Linked DNA regions of Mus musculus: regions 1 and 3 are each linked to region 2. The links are chromatin contacts, called in public ChIA-PET and HiChIP or PLAC-seq maps. All regions are on one chromosome and are shown on one strand. The core of a region is the stretch at or near the end of the contact, and the rest is flanking DNA. Distances in the headings are between cores, read along the strand shown.

Region 1 (4,672 bases), core at 1,561-4,060, 370 kb before region 2:
ACCCACCCCTCTCTGATTTCTGACTGTGGCTGCAGCGTGATGGACTGCAGCCTTGATTCCCCCACAGGGTTGGACAATACAGGTCTGTGAGCCATGGCCACAGGAAAAGCGACTCGGCTCCCCTGCTAGTGGCTGGGGGTGGCACAGTGTGTGTGTGTGTGTGTGTGTGTGTGTGTGTGTGTGTGTTAAATCCCGAAGGCATGCTGGGCGTGGTGGTGCACACCTTTAATCCCAGCACTCAGGAGGCAGAGGCAGGCAGATTTCTGAGTTCGAGGCCAGCCTGATCTACAGAGTGAGTTCCAGTACAGCCAGGGCTATACAGAGAAACAAAAAAATCCCGAAGGCATGATGACAACCCCCCCCCCCCCCCCCCCGGCAGATGAAGGACAGAGAGATGGAGCAATTAGCTTGATACAAAAACGTCTGGGAGTGGAAGGCCAAAGCAGAAACCTCCTCCTACTTCAGGAGAAACACTGCCTTTAGCATTTGGAAAGGTGTGCTTGGTGGACTTCAGCAGTCAGGACCCTAAACAAAAACCAAATGCGGCTCCTCTGTGAGAACGTGGGCTCTCAGCGCCACTACTCAGGCCCTTTCGGGTCTGCAATGAGCTGGGATCTTTTGGAGATTAACAAGATCGACACTTCCACCGGATCTTGAAAAGGGTCACACCCGAGTACCTCACTGAATATAAATGGCCCTCAAACTCGGAAAAGCAAGCCAGTTCTAAGAAACCGGGTTCCTGGGAAACAAAATAGAAATAGAAATAGAAGAAATAGGCAGTTTGAGACAGTAGGCGTGCTGCGGCCCCAGATAGCCACTGGAGGGCAGCAAAGATATTGGTTAGAGGAGGCAAGGCTTTCCCCAGCTCAGAAGGGAATCTTAGCGGGTCTCCAATCTGGCTCAAGAAGCATCCTCTGGACCAAGGATTTAGAGTGGTCCTTAGTGTCGTTGTCAATTACAGAAAGTTGTTTGGGTTTTTGTTTTGTTTTGTTTTTGTTTTGCTTTTATTTATTTACTCTCCATTAGTTTAAATCCGGGATGGGTACAGCATCACACGGATTCTGTGTCCAATGGCCTTTGCAGGAAGGTTGCTTCGGAATTCGACACGAACCATACCACCGTTTCCGTGGGCCCGAGTTACTTTTCCCAGATCACTCTGGGTTTGTTTGGTTTGCCTCCAGGGGTCACTGTATTGTTTTTTGTTTGTTTGTTTGTTTTTTTGGGTTTTTTTTTGTTTTTTGTTTTTTTTGTTTTGTTTTGTTTTGTTTTGTTTTTGCTTTGCTTTGCTTTGCTTTGCTTTATACACATAAGCACATCTCTTGCCTAAGTAGAACTCCGTTTCATCTCGGGCATAAACACCTTCAATTTTAAGAAGAGCTGTGTGCTCTCTTTGGTTCCGGAGACCTGGCTTGTAGCCAGCAAAAATGGCCTTGCACCACAGCCTTCCAGACACACTTGCTTTTAGAAGTCCTGTTCCCAGCAGGCCTCCATAGGCGCCAAAATGGCGGAAAGAGACAGAAAGTTTTGTAATAAGAAATAAGTGAATCAGCTGGGCGTTGGTGACGCACGCCTTTGATCCCAGCACTTTGAAGGCAGAGGCAGGCAGATTTCTGAGTTCAAGGCCAGCCTGGTCTACAAAGTGAGTTCCAGAACAGCCAGGGCTATACAGAGAAACCCTGTCTCAAAAAAACAAAAAAACAAATAAACAAACAAAAAATCAAAGTAGGTGAAGAGAGTATACCCATAGCTCAATCATTGGGGAATTGGAAGCCAGCCTAGACTACTAAACAAGGTGCAGTCTGAAAACAATGTGGAAAAAAAAGGAAGGAAGAAAGGAAGAATGGAAGGGGGCTGGTGAGATGGTTCAGCGGGTAAGAGCAGACTGCTCTTCTGAAGGCCCTGAGTTCAAATCCCAGCAACCACATGGTAGCTCACAACCACCCGTAATGAGATATGACTCCCTCTTCTGGCATGGCTGAAGACAGCTACAGTGTACTTATGTATAATATTAAATAAATCTTTGGGCCAGAGCGAGCAGGGCTGACCAGAGTGAGCAAAGGTCCTAAAATTCAATTCCCAACAAGGTTCACAACCATCTGTATATCTACAGTGTACTCTTTACAAAATAAAAGAAAGAAATGAGCCGGGTGTGGTGGCGCATGCCTTTAATCCCAGCACTAGGGAGGCAGAGGCAGGTGGATTTCTGAGTTTGAGGCCAGCCTGGTCTACAAAGTGAGTTCCAGGACAGCTAGGGCTACACAGAGAAACCCTGTCTCGAAAAACAAAACAAAACAAAACAATTAAACTATTATAATTCTATCATCTAGGGAGACATAAATTTAGATACACACATAACTCGAATTTTTATTTTATAAAACTGACATCAGTCACAATATGCAAATTAGTGATCTGCTTATAAAAACACAACACATGCATCCCCATGTATGTATATGTTTTGTGCCTCTGATGGGTGTGCATAAAACAGTCACCCCAGCGTGTTTTACTTGCTCGCCTTGGACCCCTCAAGGCCAGTGCTTACTGTATCCAGGAGCGCAGAAACGGGAGCAAGGAGGTGTGCGCAGTCAGGAACAGTGTTCTCTCGGGCTGTTGGTGCCTCTGGTGGGTCTGTTTCCTGGGGTCTGTACAGAAGGGAGCTGGGAAGCTTTCTATCTGAAAATACTCCACGGTGTGTGCAGGTGTTTGGAGTTCCGTTGAGTTTCATCAAAATGAGTCACTGAAGGTGTGAACGGGCGGCCAGGTTGAAGGAGTTACCACTTCCTGGTCCCATCCGGAGACACCCTGCACCTCAAACAGAAGCAAGCGCCTTTCACATGGGCTACCAGGCAGAGGCAAACTGAGCCTTTCGCTCTCCAAACCACTTCTTTGCTTACCTCCCCCCCCAACCCCCCAAGCAAAGGCTAAGTTCCTCTAGTCAGCGGCTCGCTGTTGGGTGAGCTTCAAGCCAAAAACCCACTGAAAGTTCAGCCACGCCTGAAGGGAACCTTGAATGACAAGCGAGCCGGTACCAGGTGAAGAGGCCCCACCACCTGCATCCAGGAGCCAGGCTGCCTTATTCACACGGAGAGGGGGGGGGTGTGTGCCATGGCCCCAACAGAATTTATTGTCACATGATTCAGAAGGAGGCCTGTCTGGATTTCAGGCCCTTACATCCTGACTTTCTGTTCTCTGGTAGCAGGGCACCAGACCTTAGCATGACTGACTCCATGATGGAAATGCCATTCAGGCTGTAAAACTCATTGTGAACACACCATCACCTGCCAAAACTAAAACAAAGGCCTAACCCATCAAAGTCCACGGCTCTGGGAAAGTCTCAGAATGTAACTAACCTTACTTTTTAGTTTCTGTAGTTCCACTTCTGGCGAACTGCTCTTGTTAGCTGAAGTATGTCAACCCAAAACATGGGGTTTGTGCTTTAAAAGCCCATCCCAAGAAAGGCTCAGGGCTACACTGGGATCCCGAAAACCCAGTGTTGTCACTGGCTGGCTAATAAAGACTTTCTTTCTTTCTTTTTTCTTTTTCTTTTTTTTTCCCCAGAAACAATGGTGACTTAATCGCTAGGCACAACAACTAGAATCCTAATCTTGTAAGCCATATTCAATCTAAATCTTCTGGTGGCAAATCCGGGTGGATTTACCATATAAATTGGGGGATACTAGTAGCTACATCTTGCCTCTCGATATCCCTGTCCAAAAAGCCTAATAAAGACTTTCTATTGACTTAAATTTGTGTTGGAGCAGTCCTCTCTGGTGACTACCTGACAATGACATGAACTGGTCTAAATGGAGTCAAAGTAAAGATACAGAGAAGTTAATTAGGAAATATCAACTATGCAGTTCAGTGGGAGCAAGAGGAAGGAAGCCAAGAAAGATGATAGCCTTTAGGGCCACAGATGGGAAGATCACCAGGAACTACCACAGTCCCATGACACATAATATATTGTTTTGTTTTGTGGCATGGTCCTATGAAACCCAAGCTGTCTTGGAACTCACAATGTAGCTGAGGATATCCTTAAATTCCTTCAGTGAACAGAGCTAGGAAAAGGCAGAGGCAGGCGGATTTCTGAGTTCGAGGCCAGCCTGGTCTACAAAGTGAGTTCCAGGACAGCCAGGGCTATACAGAGAAACCCTGCCTCGAAAAAACAAAACAAAACAAAACAAAAAAACAACCCTGTGTTTTACAAAAGTGCTGGAACCACAGGCATGCTCCACCATGTCCAATTTATGCAATGCTGGCAAACCAAACCCACAGCTTCATGCAAGATGCCCTCTACCACGTGAACTATTGCCCCAGTCTGTGATGCAATGACATCAGCAGCTTTGCCTTGAATAAAGAGTTAAGGAACAAAGAACATTGAAGGAAGTGCTTTGTAAGCTAGAACACATGTCACTATCTTCTCTTTGGGGGCTTATCATTGTCTCCATGGCAACTGGGCAAGCTTCCCGGTCTGCCTCTCCACCCTATCCATGCCCAAAGGATAACTGCATGGCTTGTCATCTCTGCCCTCTTAGATGGCTTGCAATCACATAAAGATGGAGATCCCCAACCTACAACCTAGCCAAGTTAGGGTGATGGGGTGCAGGTGGGGGAGACAAGGCAGAGGGGAAGAGGCAGCCAAGGGACCCCAGACAGCAGCAGAGGAGTGATCCTCAAA
Region 2 (4,499 bases), core at 1,576-4,075:
ATGCAAGTTTTAAGTGTAATATTTTTTTCCTGCAGCAAACACGAATTCATTTTTATAATAATCAAAAGGACATACATTTTGAAGTCTGGATTTTGGGGTCAATTAAAGTTAAGATTTATCTATTCATAAAGGTGTTAGGATAGTAACTAGCAAGAGCTATTGATTAGCAATTGACTGTAGATCTACTACCCATGGGTCTCTGAGGACATCACTGAAAGATAAGAATCTACTTAAACTGTCCAATGTGTGTGCAAGCATGTGCACGAGCGTGCAGACACGTATCCGTTTAGGGGAAGCCTAGGCCTTGGTTTTTGAATGAATGTAATGACATTCCCACGGACACAATAAGATTCTTACCCTCACAGAACTGTGAGGCTCCTACACAAAGCTCTGACTAGAGAGACTAGGCAAACAGAAATCCTGATTCTCCCCTCCGTCCTACACTACCCCAGTTCCCACAAGCAAACCAGTGAGGGCGTAGCAGGCCATTCCACGCACCCCTGCACAGAGTCAAATCTAGGAGGCTTTTATTACCTTGGCTGTGGCTGGTCCCCTCCAGTTCAAGTACTGCTCTAGTTCTGTGCCCTTCGCCCGGGCCCTGGAAGAGTCAAACACTTTTCTTTTGGACCCTTGCATCTTGCCACAGACGGTGGAGTGTCTCTGCAGCCTGAGGGAAAGAAACGATCGTCCACAGTGGCTGCACTTGGCCAGCTCTGGCTCTTCTGTGGAGGAGCTGGACCCAGAGGAGCCTGGTGTCCCGGACCGACTTGACTCCTGCAGTGTACTGCCCAGCTCCTCTGCCGGTTGAAAGAACGCGTCTGCTGAGGGTCCTGCGTCTTGATCTCGGATTTTACTGTTACTGGCCATCAGTCTTTCCCTTTTGAGCTTTTGGAGTTCATAATCAGAGAGCTGGCGTGGACTAGGGTTTTCCTGAGCCTGATCACAAGTTTGATCCTCTCCCCTGTTTCTACTGAATACCTCAGACCTGAACTCTGGGGACAAGCAGGGTTTGTGTGGGGTGTCATGGTCACCATCTCGAACCCTCCTTCTAGGTAGTACCATCCTTTGTAGCTCTCTGTCTTCCTGGAAAATGGCCTGTTTCTTTTCCTTCTGCATCCTTCGAAGACCCTCCTCTGTCTTCTTCAGCTTTTCTTGTAGGAGAATCTCCTTTCTGCGGATCTCCTTCTGTAAACTCTCCCCTGCAGCTTCGAGCCTTTGGATCTGGGTCCACTCGGTCCTATGGAGCTCCGCCACGACCTTCTCTGCCTGCACAGAGGCAAGAAGAGATGAATTCACCCAGCTCCTTAAACCAAAGCTGTTGTCTGAAAACTCACTTGAGTCAGGGAGTCTTGGGTAGCCATTCTGGTCCCCGTCTGCGCCCGCATCACTTGTACTATGTGACTTCCGGTGGACCATGGGTTTCAGTGGGTAAGCCCGATCCACTCCCACTCGTTTCCTCCTAAAGGGAATGAAGTCCTGGTCATTTGCTTTGGGATACCGGGGTGTCGGACTAGACAAGTAAAACAGACCCTTTCCTTGGCCCTGGGCATTGTTCCCTGAGCCTTGCTGCCTGATTCCTGCACTGTGGGGACAGGAGTGCCTCCGGGCTTTTGTGCAGACGTTCCTTTTGGGGCGGGTGGAGACCTCGTCCTCCTGCTCCATTTCTGTGTTGCTCCAAAGCTTCGACTGGAAACTATTCCTCAAATGTCCCATCGAGGGCCGCTGGGAAGAGTCACTTTGTTCGTAAGGGTCGTGCTTAGCTGAGTGGAGTCCAGGAGCTTCTGTTTTATTATGTGGGAACATAACGCCCACAGGCAGATGTGGAGCCAACTGGAGACCAGCCATTCAGTGCCTGGACCGAAGCCTAGGGGAGATTTAAAGCAGATACATGTGAAGAATTTGTCTGAGGTTCACTCCCGGCTGCTAGAGTAAACTGTTTGTCCATTTGCCCTACCCACATTCCCTTTAAACGTTTCTCGGGACTGTGGTGTTGGCTCTGCCAGGACATTCTTTCAATAAGCATTTAGGGAGTGATGGTTATGTGCCAGGCCAGACATTGCTAAGCCCCGAGGACCAAAGAATGGACGTGACACAGGTGTTCTGCCACTGACTTTCCTCCAGGCCTGTAGATGACCTGCTCTACACCATTTATGGAATGGGTGGGAAAAGCTTTAGATAGAAGGTCGTCCGTGACACAAAACAGGCAACCTGCTCTTACCAGCCCCGGGTTCTTGTAAATTGCAGAGGCCGCTCTGAGTCCAGTCCCACGGTTTTACGGGGTGAGAACAGTGGCCTGGCGACAGGGCCTGGCCCAAAGCACTCCCTGGACTTTCCCCTTGCTACAAACTACAAAGAGCACGAGCCACCCGGGCCTGAAGCAGGTGCCCGGCTGTCAAGCCCTCATGCAAAGATGCTCTATGGCTCAAACCGCACCAGGCTTGTAAAGAGAGTGTGTTGGGAGAGGGGGTGACAGACACCTGAGCGCCCCAGCCCGCTTTGGATCCGGAACTCCAGAGTCATGTTCTGTCCCAGAGGGTCAAACGGGAGTCCTTACTGGGACCCGGCCTCTAGGGATAAACTCTCACTCTCCAACCCCTCGGGAGGTCTCAGTATCTCCCCTTTCGGCGTACCTGAGGCGCTCGGGGGCCGCTCCAGCTCAGGGAAAATCCCCAAGACCTAGTTTTCCACACCTGACTAAACCCAACCGCCGTCCACGCAGGCGCTCTCTGTCCACCTCTGTTATCCCGTTGCCTGGAGACCAGAGCACCGCCTCTGGTTGAGAACTTTTAGCTCCAGATGTGCGCAGGCGCAGTCCACAAGCAATCCGAAAGCCGCCGGGGCAGATTGGGTTGGAGGGACGGAGGGAGGTGGTGGAGGGAGTGCGGGGAGGTGGGGAGGGAGGTGGGGAGGGAGGTGGGGAGGGGAGGAGGGAAGGGAGGTGGAGTACGGGTGCAGTCGGGTCACTTGTCGAGGTGCAGCCAACTCCGCAGCTCAGATCAGCGTTTCCCTTGGGGAGGGGTTGGAGAGGTTTTTCTGGGGCTACATCAAAGAAGAACTTGGATTTCTCCGAGAATGAAGCTCCCAGACCTTAGGGTGTGCCCTTGTCTGGAGAAGGGTGGAGCCCCTAGATGGGCTGCGGAATCATCCCGCCCCAGGATTCGGGAGTCTGTCCAGCTAGCGGGAGTGGGACTGCTGATCACCCTTCTGAGTGCGCTCGGCTACTGCGCTCAGGCCCCAGGTAGGGCTATGTAAGAGCTCCAGGCTACATGCTCCGGGCTGTCTTCCCTCGCAATGCTTTGGCGCTTGCTATTATATTAGCTTTACTATTATTTCACTACGTGTTATAGTCCCAGGGTAGTTTCTATGGCCAATCTAATCATTTTGCTATTATAACGTTTCACTCTCACGTGACCGTTACTACTTAGGGCCCAGGAATGACTCAGCCAAAAGTAACAATAATAAAGTTAACAACCAGATCAACAGTAATGAACATAACTTGATTTCAACATTAAATGGTCCTCTGTAACTTTTTGACAACAGAAGAGAGTTTATTTGTCTTCTTCGTGCTTCAGTTCATTTGGATAAGCTGTTTTGGAACAGATAGCTCCGTTTTTCTTGTAACTACACAGAAGATTCGAGCACGTGGGAAATAAAGTAGACAGCAGTCTCGTTAATACAACAGATCAGATGTCAGCTTTTATGCGCTACAAAAAAAAATTCCTTGGTGGACTCTCTAGGGCAGATTGTCAGTCATTCTTTTCATTCCCAGTTGGCTCTTCGGCCTTCTCCACATTGCAGAGGTTTCCCACGGACTAGGACCCTGCCTCAGTCAGCTTCTATGGGTTTTCCCATACATCTTTTCTAACTCGTTTCCATACTCTCCCCCTGAATCTCTAGTGTTCAAGTATACATAACTTCCTTGTGCAAGAAAAGTTCCCCTTCCCATCCCTGGGTCTGTCTCTCTCTGTGTTAGGATCCCACTGGAGTCTCTTCTGTTTTGTTTTGTTTGCTGTTTGTTTTGAGACAGGCTCCCTATTTAGTCTATGGTTAGCACTAGTTAGTCCTCCTGCCTACTTAATCCTCTTGTCTCAGATTCTCCCAGGCTGGGTATAGGCATATAGGCCTTTCCTCCCTCCCCCCCCCCCCCGCCCCCACGCACACGCACACAAGAAAGAGAGAGGAAGAGAGAGAGAGAGAGAGAGGAAGAGAGAAACTCCGAGGTCTATGTGAATATATGCCTTGTGTGTGCAGTGCCTGGGAAGGCCAGAAGATGGCAATGGAACCCCTAGACCTGAAGTCATGACAATTGAGAGCTACCTAACAGGACACCTCAAGTTCTTTTTCTTTCTCTCCTTCTCCGTCTCCTCTCCCTCCTCCCCCTCTCCCTCCCCCTCCTTTATTTTGCTTTGGTTGGCTTCTTTGTTTGTGTTTGTTTTGTGGTTGGTCTGGAGCTCTCTACATACTCCAGGCTAGCCTTGAACTCAAAGAAATTCTCTTGC
Region 3 (4,650 bases), core at 846-3,345, 460 kb before region 2:
GGATTAAAGGCGTGCGTCACCACCACCCAGCTTTTTTTTTTTTTTTAAACTTATGAAGAGAAAAAGAAATCTGCCTTTAGAGAAGTTTTAGGACGTTTCTGCCTAAGTCAGAGGTTACACACATTTTCTAAATTAAATGAACTGGTAAGACAAAATCGGCTCACCAGAGCTAAGGGTGACCAGTGATCTGTCAGCAGCAGCTTGGACAGCATGCAACTTGGAAGAAATGAATCTGGGGACCTAGGCTCCAATTAAAGAAGGGCCCATAAACATTTGCTTTGCCTCAAATACACAGAGAAAGCAATCAGATGCATAACACACCCAAGCTTCTAAGTGAGAACCATTCTAAGATCATAAGAACGTGGAATTGCTTGCCCCAGGAAGAGAAAAGGCAAAAGGAGAAAGACAGAAGATGCTTAGACCAGAAGCTTTCTTGGAAGTTCGCAGTGAGATTTCTACTCTCTCCTACTCGACTTGGCTCTAAATCCCAGAGAGTTTAGGGCAAAGCCTGGTTCCAGGTGTCCTGGTTTCAGCTCTGCGTAAAAGGTAAGAACAGCCCAGCCCACAGTTTCGTGCACAGAGGATCTTGAGTTCTAGCAAATCTGGCTGGTCCAGCTAAAACCACCAAGGACACCTAAACAGCCACCTGGCAGTCAAAGATTGCTACCAGAGAAAAGACCAGCATTCCTAAAATTGGTGGAACTGGTGTACTGATAAAGGCTGGGGAGAAACACCATCAAAAAACGATCATATTTTAATTAGTATGCTTCCTACAGGCTAGGAAAAACTGTGGATGAAAGAAAAAGTCCTTTGTTTGTGACCCCCGCCCCATTAATCTTCAATGTCACTGACAGTCACAATCACCCAACTACACTGTCAGTCCACACCCAACCACAAAGCCACCCAAGAGTCATAAAGTCTGTGAACCAGAAAACTACAGCTTCTCTCATCGTCAGGTACCCTCTAACATACTCAGCCCCATCATGGTGAGATGCTCTCTCTCTTTGGAACAGCCGTCCACACACACACCCGCCCTCTACTCACCTGATTGCCAAACACAGCCACGGAGCAGGCTGTTGAAACCTCATCAGCTCCAAACCAGACCGAAGCAATGCGTGAGGGCATGCCCAGAATGAAGACCTGTGCCACAGAGCAGATGACCTGACCCACCATTGTGACCGGGAAGAGGTGAGGCTCTAGGCTGCCCAGCTTTACCCAGGCTCCCAGGCAATTGAGAGCTGAGCCGGTGATAGCGATGGTTCGAAGACCAAATTTCTCCAGCATCCAGGCCACGGGCAGGAGCAGAGGGATGTAGGTCAGCATGTAGCACATGGACAGCCAATCAATGGCAAAGGCACTGACACCGTAGAAGTTCATGAAGATGTTATTGATGGAGCCGTACTGAATCCACTGGAAGGCATTGCACAAGGAGTAGCAACTGAACACCAGGACCACGACCCAACGACGCTTGCTCACCTTGATCACGCTGTCTTCTCTAACCAAGCTACTATGATGGGTCAAACCGCTGGGTTGAGCCAAGGTACTGGGGAGTGCTGAACTGCTGGGACGGACAGAGACGCTGGGGTCGATGGAGACACTAGGATGGATGGAGACACTGGGGTGGCCTGAGACGCTGGGGTGGCCTGAGACGCTGGGGTGGCCTGAGACGCTGGGATGGATGGAGCCGCTGGGCTGGGTGGAGTAGCTGGTGTCCATCTGGAATTCCGACTCTGGCGCAGGTCTGTCATTGCTCTCCTCCTGGTTGAGACTTTCATTCACCATGACCACAACGAGCTCCTGAATCCCAGGCACGTACTGACTCCTACAGTCTTATGGGTCAGCAGCCTTTTGCCTGTCCCCCTAGAGCTGAGGCAACACTTCTCCGGGAGCGCACCTCTGTTAGCGGAGAAATCGAGATCTCAGGTTCCTACGATCACTCCCTAGCAAACTGTTGTCCCCCAAGTTGGCCGCAGACGCCTTGCCACGCGTTCCAGGCTGTCCAGATGAAGCGTTGACCGTCCTGGAAAAAGTTTGACTCCTGAACAGCGAACTGTGGCAGGGCGAGCTCGGTTTGCTCCCGGGCAGGCTGGGGCCTCGCCCCCTCGGGCGCACGTGACCGCCCCGCCCCCCGGCCTGCCCGGCTCCCCACGCCCCTCAACCCCTCCCACCCAGGATCCCCTGCCTCCTTGAGCGGGGCTCGCAAGGCGCCGCTCTTGTTTCGCCATAGGTTGGGGTGTACATTCCTCTCCGACGTCCCCGGTGTCATGGAAACCGCCCGGTTAGCCCCCACCCCTACACTTTCCCTAAATTCACTTGTCCCCCCCACTCCCAGAGGTCTTCGTTGGTAAATGAGGACTTCGCCTCACGCCCTTCCGAGGTCAGAGTCTTCTCGGGGCCAGCGGGCGTGCACCGAGGCTCGGAGTCCCTAAACTGCTCAGGGGGATCCGAGAGAGATCCCTACCTTCCTCTCTTTTGCTGGGCTCTCCAGGTGACAGTTCAGTGTGCCTGGTGAAAGGAATGCTTGCTTTTCTCAGAGACCTCCCAGCCGACAAAGACTTATTTTGGTGAACTCGTATATGAACTTGTTTAGTGTCTGACGGGTCCCTGAGGTCTCCCACTAGGGAACCCCGCGAGCCAAGCATAGCCTGGAGGGAAAGTTGTGGAACCAAGTCTCTGCGCAGGCTCTGGGAGTGAGGCAACGAAGTGACTCATACAGCCTCGTAGCCCTCCGCTGCCACCTACCGATCCCCTGAGCGTCACCTCTTAGCCTGGAAGCAAGGCTTTCAGAGAAGGAATGCTGGCTTGCGCTGGTCCCTACAACTCCATGGGTTCACAGTGATAAAGAACCCAAAATTTAGGTTGGATTCCGGTTTAGCGACTTAGGCGTGTAACAATAGGTCACTGAACACCACTTCTGAGCTCCCGTTTCTTTTGCAAAATGTAGATGGTGAAATAATGGCCCTTAGAAAAATCCAGCCAGGCGTGGTGGCACACACCTTTAATCCCAGCACTCGGGAGGCAGAGGCAGGTGGATTTCTGAGTTCGAGGCCAGCCTGGTCTACAGAGTGAGTTCCAGGACAGCCAGGGCTATACAGAGAAACCCTGTCTCGAAAAAAAAAAAAAAAAAAAAAAGAAAAATCCCTGGCTGATAATTCGTTCAACAAATGTTTCCTATCCTGCCAAAAGGCTAGCATTTGTTGCCACGGGGTAAATGTGCTTCATGGGTGAGCATGCCGGGCATTCTATAATGTAGTTACTATTGCTTGCCCTGGGTGTGTGTGTCTGTATGTGTGCATGTGTATGGTGTATGTGCAGGCACTCAAGGCTTTGAAAACATCGAGCTGTAAGCTCTCGGCCTTCTTGCCTCGTGCTATAGACAAGAAAACAAGCCTTTTAGAACTCAGTTAACTAAGGTCCCAGCTGGCCTGAAAAGTCATACTTCCCATCATTCAAGCTACCACACAGTTACATAAGAGCAGTCTGAGCTGCAGCCTGGGTGGCTCCTGGAAACCTGGTGGTGTTTTTGTTTTGCCTTTTTTGTCTGTTTTGGCTTGGTCTTTTTGAGACAGGGTTGCTCAGGGTAACCTTGAATTCCACACCCTCTCAATCCTAAATGGTGAGTTTACAGGTGTATATCACCATGCCCGCCCCCCTGCCAAGCTTGTTTCAAGGGAAGATTCCCAGATCCCCAGGTTCAGCCCAGAACTCCTGAATTAGAACATTTGAACAGAATCTCCAGGTGATTCATGTGTGTTCACACGTTGAATCTTGAGGGACACTGCTTCCTTGTCCTCCCCGACCCCCCCCCCCTTTTAAAGCTCTGCAGTGGTGTTTACAACTTGAGTCTGCACATTAGAATCAAGAATAGGTGATGGCGAAGAGAGATGGTTCAGGGTTTAAGGGGGCTTGCTGCTTTCTCAGAGGAGTTGAGTTCAGTTCCCGCACTCACACTGAGTGGCTCACAACCATCTGTAGCATGAGGGAATCTTCCAGCCTCAGGCACCTGCTGACCTGTGAGCACATGCACGGATGTAAATGTAAATAACAACAACATGCTGACCTGTGAGCACATGCACGGATGTAAATGTAAATAACAACAACAATAATAATCTTTAAAAAAAATAGAATCTATCTGAGTGGATGGTGGTGTGGGGCATTCATTGGACAAGGTGGCTCAGACACAGGCTTAAGCTATAGAAAGTCTATATTAGCGATGTTTGGGATTCCAGTGTAGCACCAAGACTTGCTCAGGAAGAAAGCCGCTTTTTTTTTTTTTTAAGATTTATTTATTTATTATGTGTGAGTACACTGTAGCTGTCTTCAGACACTCCAGAAGAGGGTGTCAGATCTCGTAACGGATGGTTGTGAGCCACCATGTGGTTGCTGGGATTTGAACTCTGGACCTTTGGAAGAGCAGTCGGGTGCTCTTACCCACTGAGCCATCTCACCAGCCCCCTGAAAGCCGCTTTTTGAGTCGCCACATCTTAATTAGTAAGAACAGTTAGCCAGAAGCACTGCTACAGAAGCCAAAAAGCAAGGCTAGCATGTGTCGAGATTGTCCCAGAGCTATGGACTAGGTCTTTGTTTTCATGTTGGCAGATGGCGCTGTCTATGCTCTGAGTGTAATAGCCTTAGTGATACTTCCGTCAT

Evidence for each region. ChIA-PET counts read pairs in DNA pulled down with a chosen protein or histone mark. HiChIP or PLAC-seq counts read pairs in DNA pulled down with a chosen protein or histone mark.
Region 1: a contact with region 2 is called in an RNA polymerase II ChIA-PET map of effector CD8 T cells, with 5 read pairs. The contact joins the enhancer-like site here to the promoter of Zc2hc1c in region 2. A contact is called at or near these places in 8 of 39 promoter capture datasets (the C10 cell line, embryonic stem cells, hippocampal neurons and 5 more), 3 of 484 Hi-C or Micro-C datasets (the G1E-ER4 cell line, bone marrow-derived macrophages and embryonic stem cells), 5 of 115 datasets of contacts at active chromatin or transcription factors (double positive thymocytes, effector CD8 T cells, embryonic stem cells and 1 more) and 3 of 9 other capture datasets (adipose tissue, embryonic stem cells and liver).
Region 3: a contact with region 2 is called in an H3K27ac HiChIP or PLAC-seq map of microglia, with 4 times the contacts expected there. The contact joins the promoter of Flvcr2 here to the promoter of Zc2hc1c in region 2. A contact is called at or near these places in 1 of 39 promoter capture datasets (pre-B cells), 3 of 115 datasets of contacts at active chromatin or transcription factors (astrocytes, memory CD8 T cells and microglia) and 1 of 9 other capture datasets (liver).

The regions. Positions count from the first base shown.
Region 1 is chr12:85,659,224-85,663,895 of GRCm38.p6, reverse strand. It overlaps the pseudogene Gm33312. Among named protein-coding and RNA genes, the nearest start is that of Batf, 25 kb to the left of the region's middle. Within about 2 kb of position 2,810, at least 40 of the 459 cell types and tissues checked have an H3K27ac peak or open chromatin away from gene starts, as enhancers often do. A contact at or near this core is called in double positive thymocytes and effector CD8 T cells, where this site is marked.
Region 2 is chr12:85,286,917-85,291,415 of GRCm38.p6, reverse strand. Zc2hc1c (zinc finger, C2HC-type containing 1C) reads right to left here and starts at 2,825. Exons shown (of 3, transcript NM_172414.4): 1 at 2,631-2,825; 2 at 535-1,864. The coding sequence starts at 1,845. It also overlaps a transcript of Acyp1 not described here.
Region 3 is chr12:85,743,984-85,748,633 of GRCm38.p6, reverse strand. It overlaps Flvcr2 (feline leukemia virus subgroup C cellular receptor 2), which reads right to left and starts at 2,095. Exons shown (of 10, transcript NM_145447.2): 1 at 1,045-2,095. The coding sequence starts at 1,782.